Linked DNA regions of Zea mays: region 2 is linked to region 1. A link is a contact called in public Hi-C data. All regions are on one chromosome and are shown on one strand. Each heading gives the region's core, a stretch centred on a gene start, on an enhancer-like site or on the middle of the called end of the contact. The rest is flanking DNA. Distances are from core to core; before and after follow the strand shown. Region 1 holds the start of LOC100284286 (succinyl-CoA ligase beta-chain). Region 2 holds the start of LOC100283524 (pleckstrin homology domain containing, family A).

Region 1 (6,030 bases), core at 1,529-4,028:
ACAATCGGAGAGGCAGTAGTCGCATGCGGTCATGAAGTCCCGCATGGCACTGGGGTTACCGAGCCTGGAGAAATCCCAACAAAAGTCGGGCTCGTCGTCTTCCTCAGAACCCGAGGGTCCGTAGGTCGAGACGGCCGTCAGTCTGTCCCAAGGCGACCACATATGGTACCTCGGAGGGTTGGTACATGCCTCTATGAAGGCTTCCATCGAAGCGAGGTCGCTTGGTGGGTCGAAGCTGAATCCAAAAGGCACGAGATGGGAATCGGTCGGTACCTCTTGGTCGACGGGCGGTGACGAAGTCGCGTCAGGGGCGGACTGCACCGTTGTCTCAGGTACGAGGGCGACGCCCAGCAAGTCCTTCGTGAGCGTGCTGGCGTCGTTCGTCTGCTTGGGGTTGGCGTGTAGCGGGGAAACGACGCTCGTCTTCGTCTCAGACGCAAGGTCTAAGCCCGACGTATCCCCCGCTGGGGCGCCGACGTCGTCGACTTGCTCGACAGCCGATGAGGTGCCGCCTCCTGCTTGGCCATGGTTGCCTCGCCTCCTCCTCCGTTGGTGGGGGAGGTGACGGGACAAACCCGGATGTTGTTCTTCCGCCATGTGGGGAAGACGTCGTTGATTCCACCGCTGGCGGGCGGGCTGACGGCCGCCATTGTCGCTGTCGCGCGGCAAAGGAAGGAGTATCATGTCGTAGCTGCCGTCGAGGGACATGAACTCAAGACTCCCGAAACGGAGCATCGTCTCGGGTTGGAAAGGTTGCTGGAGACTACCCATCTGGAGCTTGACGGGAAGCTGTTCGTCAACACGCAGCAGGCCCCTACCTAGCGCGCCAACTGTCGGTGTTTCGACCCCGGGGGGTCCCTGGACCGACGAGTAAATTGTCGCTGCGTGTCCCAGCCCAGATGGGTCGGCGCGAGATGGGACACAAAGGGGGGAGAACAGTAAGGGGAAACCGCGGCCTTCGTGTTGTCCTGCGCCCAGGGCGGATGGATGCGCTTGCAGTAGGGGGTTACAAGCGTTCGCGTGGGAGAGAGAGAGAGAGCGAGAGCCTTATGCGTCAGCCCGTTCTCCCGCGCGGCCAACCCTCTCGTACGAGAGCCCTGGACCTTCCTTTTATAGGCGTAAGGAGAGGGTCCAGGTGTACAATGGGGGGTGTAGCAATGTGCTAACGTGTCTAGCAGAGAGGAGCTAGATCCCTAAGTACATGCCGTCGTGGCAGTCGGAGAGGTTTTGGCACCCTGTTCATGTGATGTCGTGGCCGTCGGAGGAGCGCTTGGGCCCTGTGGAAGGACAACTGTCGGGGCTGTCGAATCCTTGCTGACGTCTCCTTGCTTCCATAAGGGGCTGAGAGCCACCGTCGTCATGGAGCACGCGGGGCGCCATCATTATTTGTTTACCGGGGCGAGCCAGATGGGACGCCGGTCTTGTTCCCCGTAGCCTGAGCTAGCTAGGGGTAGGGTAATGATGGTCCCCCCTGTGACGTGGTCGGTCCGAGCCCTAGGTCGGGCGAGGCGGAGGCTCCTCCGAGGTCGAGGTCGAGTCCGAGCCCTGGGGTCGGGCGAGGCAGAGTCTGTCTTCCGAGGTCGAGGTTGAGTCCGAGCCCTGGGTCGGGCGAGGCGGAGACCGTCTTCCGAGGCCGAGGCTGTGTCCGAGCCCTGGGGTCGGGCGAGGCGGAGTCCGTCGTCCAGCGTCGAGGTTGAGCCCGAGCCCTGGAGTCGGGCGAGGCGGAGCTTCCTATGGTGCCCGAGGCTGGACTTAGCCGCTGTCGACCTCACTCTGGCGAGTGGCACGGCAGTCGGAGTAGGACAGGCGGCGCTGTATTCCTGTCAGGTCGGTCAGTGGAGCGGCGAAGTGACTACGGTCACTTCGGCTCTGTCGACTGAATAGCGCGCGTCAGGATAAGGTGTCAGGTGATCCTTGCATTAAATGCTCCTGCGATACGGTCGGTTGGCGTGGCGATCTGGCCAAGGTTGCTTCTCCGCGAAGACTGGGCCTCGGGCGAGCCGAAGGTGTGTCCGTCGCTTGAGGGGGCCCTCGGGCGAGACGTGAATCCTCCGGGGTCGGCTGCCTTTGCCCGAGGCTGGGCTCGGCCGAGGCGAGAACGTGTCCCTTGAGTGGACTGAGCCTTGATCTTAATCGCGCCCATCAGGCCTTTGCAGCTTTGTGCTGATGGGTGTTACCAACTGAGATTAGGAGTCTTGGGGGTACCCCTAATTATGGTCCCCGACACTTTTCGGACTAACGTCTGGTGAGGTGTCTCTCGGTTTGCAGCTACTCTGGATGAACTTCATTCTCCGCTTGCGTGCTCTCTTCGTGTATGTATCTAGTGGTATACTACCTATATCGCCTCCAGATGTCCATGTCTTCGTCGTGTCCTTCTCCGGCAACGAACAAGTATGATTGCCTCTTCCAATCTACAAAACCTTGAAAGTGGGGGAGGCGAGGGATGAGGTCCCTGATTTGCTGCCTATGGTACCCATTCGATAGCTCGACATTGTCTGTTTACATGACCTTTCCTTTACCACGATGTCGACTCGCTTAGTCAAATAAAAAAATTATGTGGAGAGAAGAGACAATCAATAAAAAACTTTGACAATTAATAAAAAACTTTGAGATCTTTTTGATGGATACTTTATGTGGTTATTATTGTGAGCCGTCGCAAGGTAGGGTAACCCGCTAGTATCCATCGAGAATGACTTCATTCTGAGTGAAACCATTCTCCGTTCAACGTGTACTGGTCTGGTCTACCCCGGGCCCGGTCCGCACCCCGCCGCCGCACCCGCACGGCCCCCCTTCGTCCCTTCCGCAAGAAAGGAAACGAGAGAGAAAATCGAGTGAAAAGGAAGGGAAACAACATAACAAATCGCAAAGAGGCGTCTTCCAAGCTTGTAGGGTTACCGGATCGGAGGAGCATCCCCGCCTAGGTCACCACAGCCATGGTTCGCGGATCGCTAGGCAAGCTTGCGTCGCGCGCCCTCTCCGTCGCCGGGAGATGGCAGCACCAGCAGCTTCGCCGCCTCAACATCCACGAGTACCAGGTGTCCAGCGCTTCCAGATCTCTCACTTTGATTTATTGGTGCTGTTTGGAGGCAGGGGCTGATGGATTGTTTGGGTCTGCAGGGTGCGGAGTTGATGGGGAAGTACGGTATCAACGTACCCAGGGGTGCGGCGGCGGGGTCCGTACAGGAGGTCAATGACGCCTTGAAGAACATGTTCCCCAGTGAGAAAGAGGTGATGACGCCACAACTTCTTCATCTTCTGTTATTCGACCCCTCATTATGTTCATCTTATCACCTCGTGATCCAAAATGCAGTCGTCCATGGCAGTGTTATTAAAACTACGTTTAAACGATGTTTAAACGTCAAAACTCTAATTAGAGGTTGAAACCACGTTTTAGCGTTTTGGCGTTCTAAACTGTAAAACGCAGTGTTTTATGCATTTTAGACCGTTAGCTACTTTTGGGCCCAGTCTATTAGTTACTTTTGAGGTTCAATCCAGCTCATGGGTGAAGTTTTGGTAAGCCACTAACCTCTCTATTTTGGTATTTAACTTCATATTATTGTCTGAAATTATGATGTATTGGTATTTTTCCTGTGTTGTTTAAAACTACGTTTAAACAAAGTTTAAACGTTTAAAAGTCAAAATTTCACCCATGAGCGTTCCAACGTTTTACAGTTTTAATAACCTTGGTCCATGGCTTGGGTGTGACAGTCACGGTGATTCTAGACCCAGAAGAATGTAGTTTACTTAGAATTTATGCTGAGTTGTGGTTGTATGGTGGTCAATTTATGATTGATTTTTCTTTTTTACGGGTGCTGGAATTAGGTGTATTTTAAGTGGTCAATGGGTTATTGAGTTGGTGGGTATAAACAGTATTTTATATTTGGCATAAACAGTCACATTTATCTTAGCTGCAAATGGAGTTATATGCAACCTTCCATGTCATATCTAACATTATCATACCGACTCTTCTCCATGCTATGTGCAATATTTCTGACCTTTATGATGTATGCATGCTTTTTATGAAAATGCTGGGTGCAATATTTCTGACCTTTTATTTGTGCATGCTTATGAAAAAGGTTCCGTATATAGCTAAGCAGCATGTATGCTTGTAATCTAAGTTAAGATTAGACATATAGTTTGCTCATTGCAATTTAGTCACAGTTTCATAGTCAAGGTGTTCTCATTACAGATAGTTGTTAAAAGTCAAATCCTTGCTGGTGGCCGAGGGCTGGGAACTTTCAAAAGTGGGCTGCAAGGAGGTGTCCATATTGTTAAGGCTGAGGAAGCTGAAAGCATTGCACGTAAGTGTACTATAGCAATTACTTGAATTCAATATGTATTGCTGGCATGCTGTGATTTGATGAAGGAAAAAAAAACTATAGCAGTTCTTCCTAGATTTTCTTAGATTTCTTTCCCGTCAACTGTTGCTATTTGCAATAATGAAACTTATTTGTCATTGCAATTTGCATTCCCTTGTTTATGATTAAAGCCAAAAAATAAAAAAACATAGAAGGCCAATTTTACTTTCTATGAACTGGAAGGACAAGCACATACTTAATTTCTGTTCTCATACATTAATTTTATTTTGAATTGATGGGTGCTGAAATTTGCTACCATGAAACTCTACTTGTACGATGAAGTGCGCATGATTACTTTCTTGTTTAACTAGGTGGATCTGTATCAGGAATATTGCTACGTGGATAAATCTCTGTGTTCACACATTTATTCCAGAATTTAAGATTGTTTATTCATTGTGATTGGTTGATTGGTTTCATGCAAGTCAGTCATGTTTCGGGTATGTATTTTAATCTCTGATGAGTCCTACTGATACTGCAGGTAAAATGTTAGGCCAGATTCTGGTAACGAAACAAACTGGTCCGGAGGGAAAGATTGTGAGCAAGGTTAGAACTTACTAATTGAGGCCATCTTTTGCTTTTATTATATGTTTCTGTTTGAACCGTGATTGGCTTCATGTTTGCTCTCAGTCTGTTGGTGTGTTTACCTGTTAGTTCATTTACTCTCTGTAGAATTTGATATGCTATTTCTTCGTTCTTGGTCTGTTTGTGTTTGTACCCATTACTTTCCTTTACGTCGAGCTGTTAAGAACATTACAAATGTTCTCCGTCGTGCGGGTTCTCCATCTTCCATTTACCAAGTTTTGACCCTTCTGTACTTGAGTTAGTATGTCAATAATAGGAAATTCGTACTCTTATATGAGAACACAAAGTATCACATGCATCCATTTTCTCTTCATTCTCCATTCTTATGTTCATGTGAAACAGTAACAGCAGGATTGCACCACATTGTCATAAAAAAGTACTCCCTCTAATAGTAAATATGGTAATTTTACATAAAGTAGGTAATTCATTTTCTCTTCATTCTCCGTTCCCATCAAAGTTTAAGTTTAACTATGACCAGTAATACATAAAGTAGGTAGATTGACAACATGACTTCCATGTTACGAGATTTTTCATGTAAAGTAATTTTACAATATGTAATTCTTATTATTTTAGCATTGTCAAAAAACTGAAGTAAAATTTCTACCTTTTAGACGGTGTAAATGTCCAAGAATGCATAGTTGTTGTAGGGAAAGGGAATTAGTGTACATGATATCTGATTGTTTCTGTCATTCACTCATTCTATGACTTTCTCCTTAACCTTATGGTTAGATTTATATTTATTTACTATTTTTAACATGCAAGACTATCTTAATGCTTTTCAATTGAAATAGTTCTACATAATTTTGCTTCTTATGATTATTCTGTATGAAAGTCATTACCTCATACTTTTATTGTGCAATATTTCCTTGCATCGAAGATTTCGAGAGATTGATACTCTATTCTCTTCGGCAGGTCTACTTGTGTGAGAAACTGTCTCTTACTAATGAGATGTATTTTGCCATCACCCTTGATAGGAAAACTGCTGGTCCGGTATGCCATTTATCTCAGATATTACTTTACTTTGCTGTTCATTTTATAATTTCTATTAGGCCTTGTTTGGTTGCAAAGGGATCAAAGGGGATTAAATCCC
Region 2 (6,030 bases), core at 1,590-4,089, 460 kb after region 1:
CTTTTTCAGCATTTCCGAAGATGTCTCAAGATAAAAAAGTTGTTGCTGAAACGAAGCTGAGCCTTTCTGAGGAGAAGAATCTTGGCTTTATTGAATCAATAGCAAAGACAAATACAGATAAGATTACTAGGGAGATTTTAGAAGGTTTATCTGAAGACACCGGTGACAGCGACAGTTATGACGTGGAAAGTGGCGGGGAAGACTCCGAAGATCGACCCTGGCGACCAAGTCATGTAGTTTTCGAAAAATCAACTATTAAACAAAGTCATCTCGACAATATGAGGGGAAGATACTTTCGAGATGTGTCCATTATGAGGGCTGACAACGGAGACAAGACTTCTCCTACTCCCGAAGAAAATGAAGTCGTGATCTTCCGAAGCTTCTTCAAGGCTGGGCTTCGATTCCCCCTAAGCAGCTTTGTGGTTGAGGTTTTAAAGATATTCCAGATTTTTCTTCACCAGATTACTCCCGAAGCCATCATAAGAATGGGAATCTTCGTATGGGCTGTGAGGAGTCAGGGCTTGGAGCCAAGTGTAAAAAGTTTCTGCAGTATGCACGAACTTTTATATGAGACGAAGCCCTGGGGTAAATAGCAGTATCATAACAATTTTGGCTGCTATAGCTTCGTTGCTCGCTCTGGGTCAAGCTGCCCCGTGCCAACCTTTCGGAAGAGATGGCCCGGAGACTGGATGAAGGAATGGTTCTATGTGAAAAATGATTTAAAGGTACGGGAGGATATTAAAGAGATCATCATGCGTCCTATCTGGCAGCGCTTCGGCTTCCGGAAACCAAAGGTAGAAATTGATGAAGCAGCCGAAGAATGCCGAAAGGCCTTTGGCATAGTTTGTTCTTTCATCGGGACGAGGGACTTAGTCCAAGAGCACGTGGCCTATAGGATATGGCCATTAGTAGTCAATTGGGAGATGCCGAAAGAGGCCATCAGCAACCCCCACGAAGGTGGTTTGGTTCGACTAAAATATACCTTCAGGTTTGGAGACCAATTTATTGAGCCAGACGACGATTGGCTAAAGTGTGTCGAAGCTACAAGTGATAAACTGCTTGGGCCGTACTCCAAAACGGAAGATAATGAGCTATCTGCGGCCTTCGGAAGCCGGAAAAAGAAGAGATTGAACAGAGTTTTTGATGCTATTGGGTTCATGTACCCTGACTACCGCTACCCGTCACGGGGGCAAAAAAGAAAAAGTGTAACTTTCGAGAAAGATGATGCTTCAGCTGCTGCAAGCGAGCCCGCGCCGAAGAGGAAAAAGGTGAAAGTCCTTACTCACCGATCGCGCTCCATTAGGGATTTAATTGTGGCCTAGTTTAGTGAAAGTTTTAGAAGTCCTAATTCACCCCCTCTTAGGCGTCACCCATTTCCTTCAAGGTACATGAAGACAGTTGGTGCGTTCGTCAGACCAAAGGACATCACTGTGTACTCATATAACTCATACTTGGTGATGAATGGCGTCTTCAGTATATCTGATGATCGGATCCTAAGCTTATGGTAACCTGACCTCCGATTTATCTTCGAGAAAACACTGCTCTTCTGAGCTAGTCAAATAGATCTTCTATCCTTTTGGTAGGGGGTACTTGTTCTTGATGGTAACTTCATTCAAAGCTCTGTAATCTATGCACATACTCTTGGTTCCATCCTTCTTCTCTACGAATAAGGCTAGAGCGGTCCAAGGAAAGGTACTTGGTCTGATGAAACCCTTCTCTAATAGTTTATCAATCTGCTTCTTGAGTTCACCAATTCTGGTCCCGACACTCTGTAGGTTATCTTAGAAATGGGGGCAATATCAGGGATAAGCTCTATGGCGAACTCAACCTTTCTATCAAGTGGCATGCTCGGTAACTCCTCATGTAACACATCTAGAAAACTCTGACAAAACCTTGATGGCCTCGAGTGGGTTGGCCTCCTTACTACCAACAATCATCTGGTGGCAGGCTCCTTCCTTTGGGTTAGGCATGATCAGCTCAGTTATTTTCTCTTCTCCGGATGGGGATACCAATTTCACTGTCCACTTGTCACAACTAACTGTGGCTTGGTTCTTATGTAACCAATTCATCTTTAGGATGGCATCTAGAGTACCCATCACCACTAAATCAGCGAGGAACTCTCTCCCCTTTTTTGAATCCTTACGTTTGGTCATATTTTATTTTCTAGAATATTCCCCTCAATTGAGCTAACCCTTAGTGGTGGTAGCATTTGGATTGTCTTCGGGAGAGATGAGAGGAGCTGGCCTATCAAAGGTTGTCGCGCCATTCTTTCTAGTGAGGATATTAAGGGTGGAATTTGGATTGTGTTCTGTAGATGCTAACTCTTAAGGCTGTCTTTGGTGGATCGTGTAAAACAGTAGACACGATACTGTAGATAACACTGTTGACACTGTATGCAGATTAAGCTTGAAATAGGGAATACGATAGAAAATTGGATAGAGAATCTGCTAGAGATGGCGTAAGACCGTCACGGCTCTCGAGCGCGGACAGAGAGAATGTGCGTCCGCAAGCGCGAATACACATGGGTGGAAGCGATTGGTTCTAGCAGATTGTGAAAAAGAGAGGAGAGAGAGATAGCCCACATTTAGGGGACGCAAGAAGGGGATATCGTTTTTCGTAGCCACTTTCACGATCTACTGGATTGTGCTATAATAACAGTGGTTTTCTATTTTTCGTGTGCTTGACAAGACACGAGACCTGTTAAAAAAGCCTAAGACTATTTCTAGCAAACTTTCTATCACACTTCCTATTTCAAATTCTACTCTGCAAACGGTATAATATACAATACAAAATAGTACTTTATACGGCTATTTAGACGGTCCATACAAATTAGCTGTTTACACGGTGTGGTATATGTGTTAGCTTTCGTCTTCGCCTCGGTTTGGGAGCCACATGGATCGGGGCACAGAGATTCCGTGTGATCGGGGCACAGAGATTCCGTCGTAAAAAAATCGGTATGGCGTTGGTATTCGTTCTCTCGCCACTAGCCGCTAGTGAAAGAAGGGGATATATATTCGTGTCCTCCGAATTAGTCCTTCCTGCAGTGTCCTCGCCGACAGGGAAAGCCGTGTTGCAAGAAGGGGAATTCCGCTGCGAGATCCGTGAACGGTCAGTTCGCAATCACTCTTGACTGTGTGTATGATTTCAGATCATGACGCGAGCTTAGCGCGTACATATGTCGTGAGCTTAGTGGAGTTCTGAATCCGGCCACGCTGGTTCAGTGGTTCTGTGTTTAGTCCGTGGAGCTCTGATCCATGGATTTCGTGGTTACATCCAAATATTCAGTGAGAGATCAGAAGTTGTATGTTTAGTTTGAATCTGGTGCATGTTGGGGCAGGCCGTCTGGGTGATTGAGATTTAGACGTGTATCATGTGTGGGCAACTTGCTGGATTCTTTCGTTTTGATGAGGCTGCTCATAAATGGAGACTATTTGAGCTTGAAAACCTGTTGACTTTTGGGTTGTAATGATCTGGTTCCTGCGTGAACGTTAAATCCGGAAACTAGGAAGATGTATTGTGACCTTTTGGGAGGTTAAACCGCGCTTGCTGTTGCTGACGCATGTTTTTTTTTCTGATTGGTAAACTTGAATCGGGTATTCAGGTCAATACCTGATTTATCTGTTCATCTGCAGTAGTTCACCCTTTTGTCTAGGTTTAGTGTCTGCGATGTATCTGTTCATCTGCAGCGTTTTCTTTTGCTGTTCTGAATGTTACTTCTAAGACTTAACTGTATTTCTGTTATGCAAATAATAGAAATGGGGGTATCCTTCCTCTCAGCGAGCATAATCTATTTGCTGTGATGATGTATATACTTTCTTGCAGGTTCAGAGATGGCACAGACGGTGTTCACCCCCTCTTTGGAAGCGATGAAGCATGTCAAGGCAGAGAACGGAGTCATTCTCACCAAGCCCTTCCTTGATGTCTGCAAGCAAATATTGCCTGTCCTCGGTAACTCATTTGCTTCGCTGTCAACTGCATGAGGTTTTGAAATTTTGAGTAGCAGTAGCTGCATTACTTAATCTGTGAATCGGTACCATGCTTTAGTTCAGAAGTTCAGTGGTCGTGTGGGAGAAATGGATGGGCTTGAGTTATTCTCACAAGACACGTGATAGATTAATCGTCTAAACAAGTTTTCTTATAGCTAAGACAAATTATCCTTGATGGTTATGCCACCTTAGAGATGCAAAAAGCTTTTTTTTACACTCTCTGTTAAACCACCATGGTGTTTAATGCAGGATTCAGTAAAAGTCTCATGTTTTATTATAAACTTGGAATTTTGGATGGCTGCAAATTTTGTGCACACATCTTTGCGATATTTTTGTTGATCCTTAAATCTAGCTTCGATGTTGTCTTAAACCGCGGAAGAGCAAATCGTTGAGTCTTAAAACTGTGGTTCTGTGTTCTTTTATGCTGAGGTGCACTTGTGTTGCTTAAACAATAAACAGTTTTTCATTGCTTGCCCCTTTAGCCCCTGCTTTTATGGACCAGATAAATTTGGAGGTGCTATGGCAATTGTAAAGAGTGATATCGGCGGCAATATCACAGTAAGAAAATCTTTCTGCATAATTTCTATCATACTAGTATCATCCATAGGTTACCTTCCATTCTTTTATGCTGGTATATAGATGGCAGTGGTATTAATGTTGTCTTCCAGTTATCTGTACTGTGATAATTCATATCAATAGCTACTTTAGACTGTTCTACCTCTTGCTTAGTTCATTTGTCACTTCTGGAGTCCTCGGAGTTTCAAGTTTTTTTTTTAATTTCACTTGACTTGATCCTCTTTGTCAGAGACTGGAAAACAAGTATACTTCAGAACCATCAAAGTATGAACACTTGTACAGCATGGTTCAGGAAGAAGTTCAAAACAAGACCGCAAAAGGTTCCTCAAGCTGCACAAATGGGCTTCTGTGGCTGACGAGGTACTTAGTTTCTTTTTCTTGTCACTTCTCATTGCAACTTGATCATCATGCCAAGTACGTGACTTTTGTTTACTCAAAATTTCACATGTCAGGGCCATGGACTTCCTTGTTGAGTTGTTTCGTAACCTGCTTGAGCATCCAGACTGGACCATGGGTCAATCTTGCACTGATTCATACACCAAGACTTTGAAGAAATTTCATGGATGGCTTGCCAGTTCTAGTTTTACGGTAGGATATTTCACTCTATAATGATCCATACAAGTGGTGGAATTCCATCCACATAAAGCCTTGTTTGGATATCTTCATATCTATCTCAATCCATATTGTGATGGATTAGGATGAAATTTAAACTAAATACACTCGAATCGTATCTATCTCAATCCACATGTGTTAGGATGGATTAAGATAGAGTTTCAACTAATTTACACTACAATCCACCTCAACACATGTGGGTTGATGTAAATATAAGAGTATCTAAATAAGGTCTGCCTAAGACTTTGTTTGGTTGCACTTGTATATACATCAATCCACATGCATGGATTGAAGTTAAAAAATAACTAAATTCCACTCTAGTTCACTCTAACGCACGTGCACTGAGGTGAATATGAGGACAGCCAAACAAGCCTAAGGCAATCTGTTTTCAAAATATAATCAATATATGAATTCTGGAAATGTGAGGTCTAGTTTTCACATGGATTGCCAACCTGAATAGCTAGGCATCATTGCATGATAGACTGAAGAACAGCTTTGACTTGTTTTTAAGTCTGAAAAGTTCTTTTCAAGAATATTTTCTTGTCACATCCAATTTTTTGTCTATGGCTTCACCAATCCAAAGTCTTCAATCCAGTTTTCACTCTCTCTCCGATGCAGGGGAGCAGCATCCTTTTTATTTAGACAGATAGAAGTCAAAGCTCTCTTGAAAAAAATCAAATAAGAATAGAAGAGGAACTAAAAAGTTAAAACATGTGTTTGTACAATTTCCAGTTACAGACGACATTACGACAAACAACAAATAGTCATTCACTTAATTTGAGCTTTGCCAATACAAATGTCTAATGAAATCCTGATCTTTTAATAACTGTTGCTTCATTCCTGATCTTTTAAGATA

What was found. Hi-C and Micro-C count contacts between places; a contact is called where the count stands out from the background.
Region 2: a Hi-C map of leaf shows a contact between it and region 1, with 4 times the contacts expected there. The contact joins the promoter of LOC100283524 here to the promoter of LOC100284286 in region 1. A contact is called at or near these places in 3 of 25 Hi-C or Micro-C datasets (ear, leaf and tassel).

The regions. Positions count from the first base shown.
Region 1 is chr4:146,921,129-146,927,158 of Zm-B73-REFERENCE-NAM-5.0, forward strand. It overlaps LOC100284286 (succinyl-CoA ligase beta-chain), which reads left to right and starts at 2,779. Exons shown (of 12, transcript NM_001157181.1): 1 at 2,779-3,035; 2 at 3,118-3,228; 3 at 4,190-4,301; 4 at 4,837-4,901; 5 at 5,853-5,930. The coding sequence starts at 2,934.
Region 2 is chr4:147,384,255-147,390,284 of Zm-B73-REFERENCE-NAM-5.0, forward strand. It overlaps LOC100283524 (pleckstrin homology domain containing, family A), which reads left to right and starts at 2,840. Exons shown (of 8, transcript NM_001365195.1): 1 at 2,840-2,954; 2 at 3,045-3,108; 3 at 3,823-3,948; 4 at 4,489-4,544; 5 at 4,792-4,922; 6 at 5,015-5,150. The coding sequence starts at 3,831.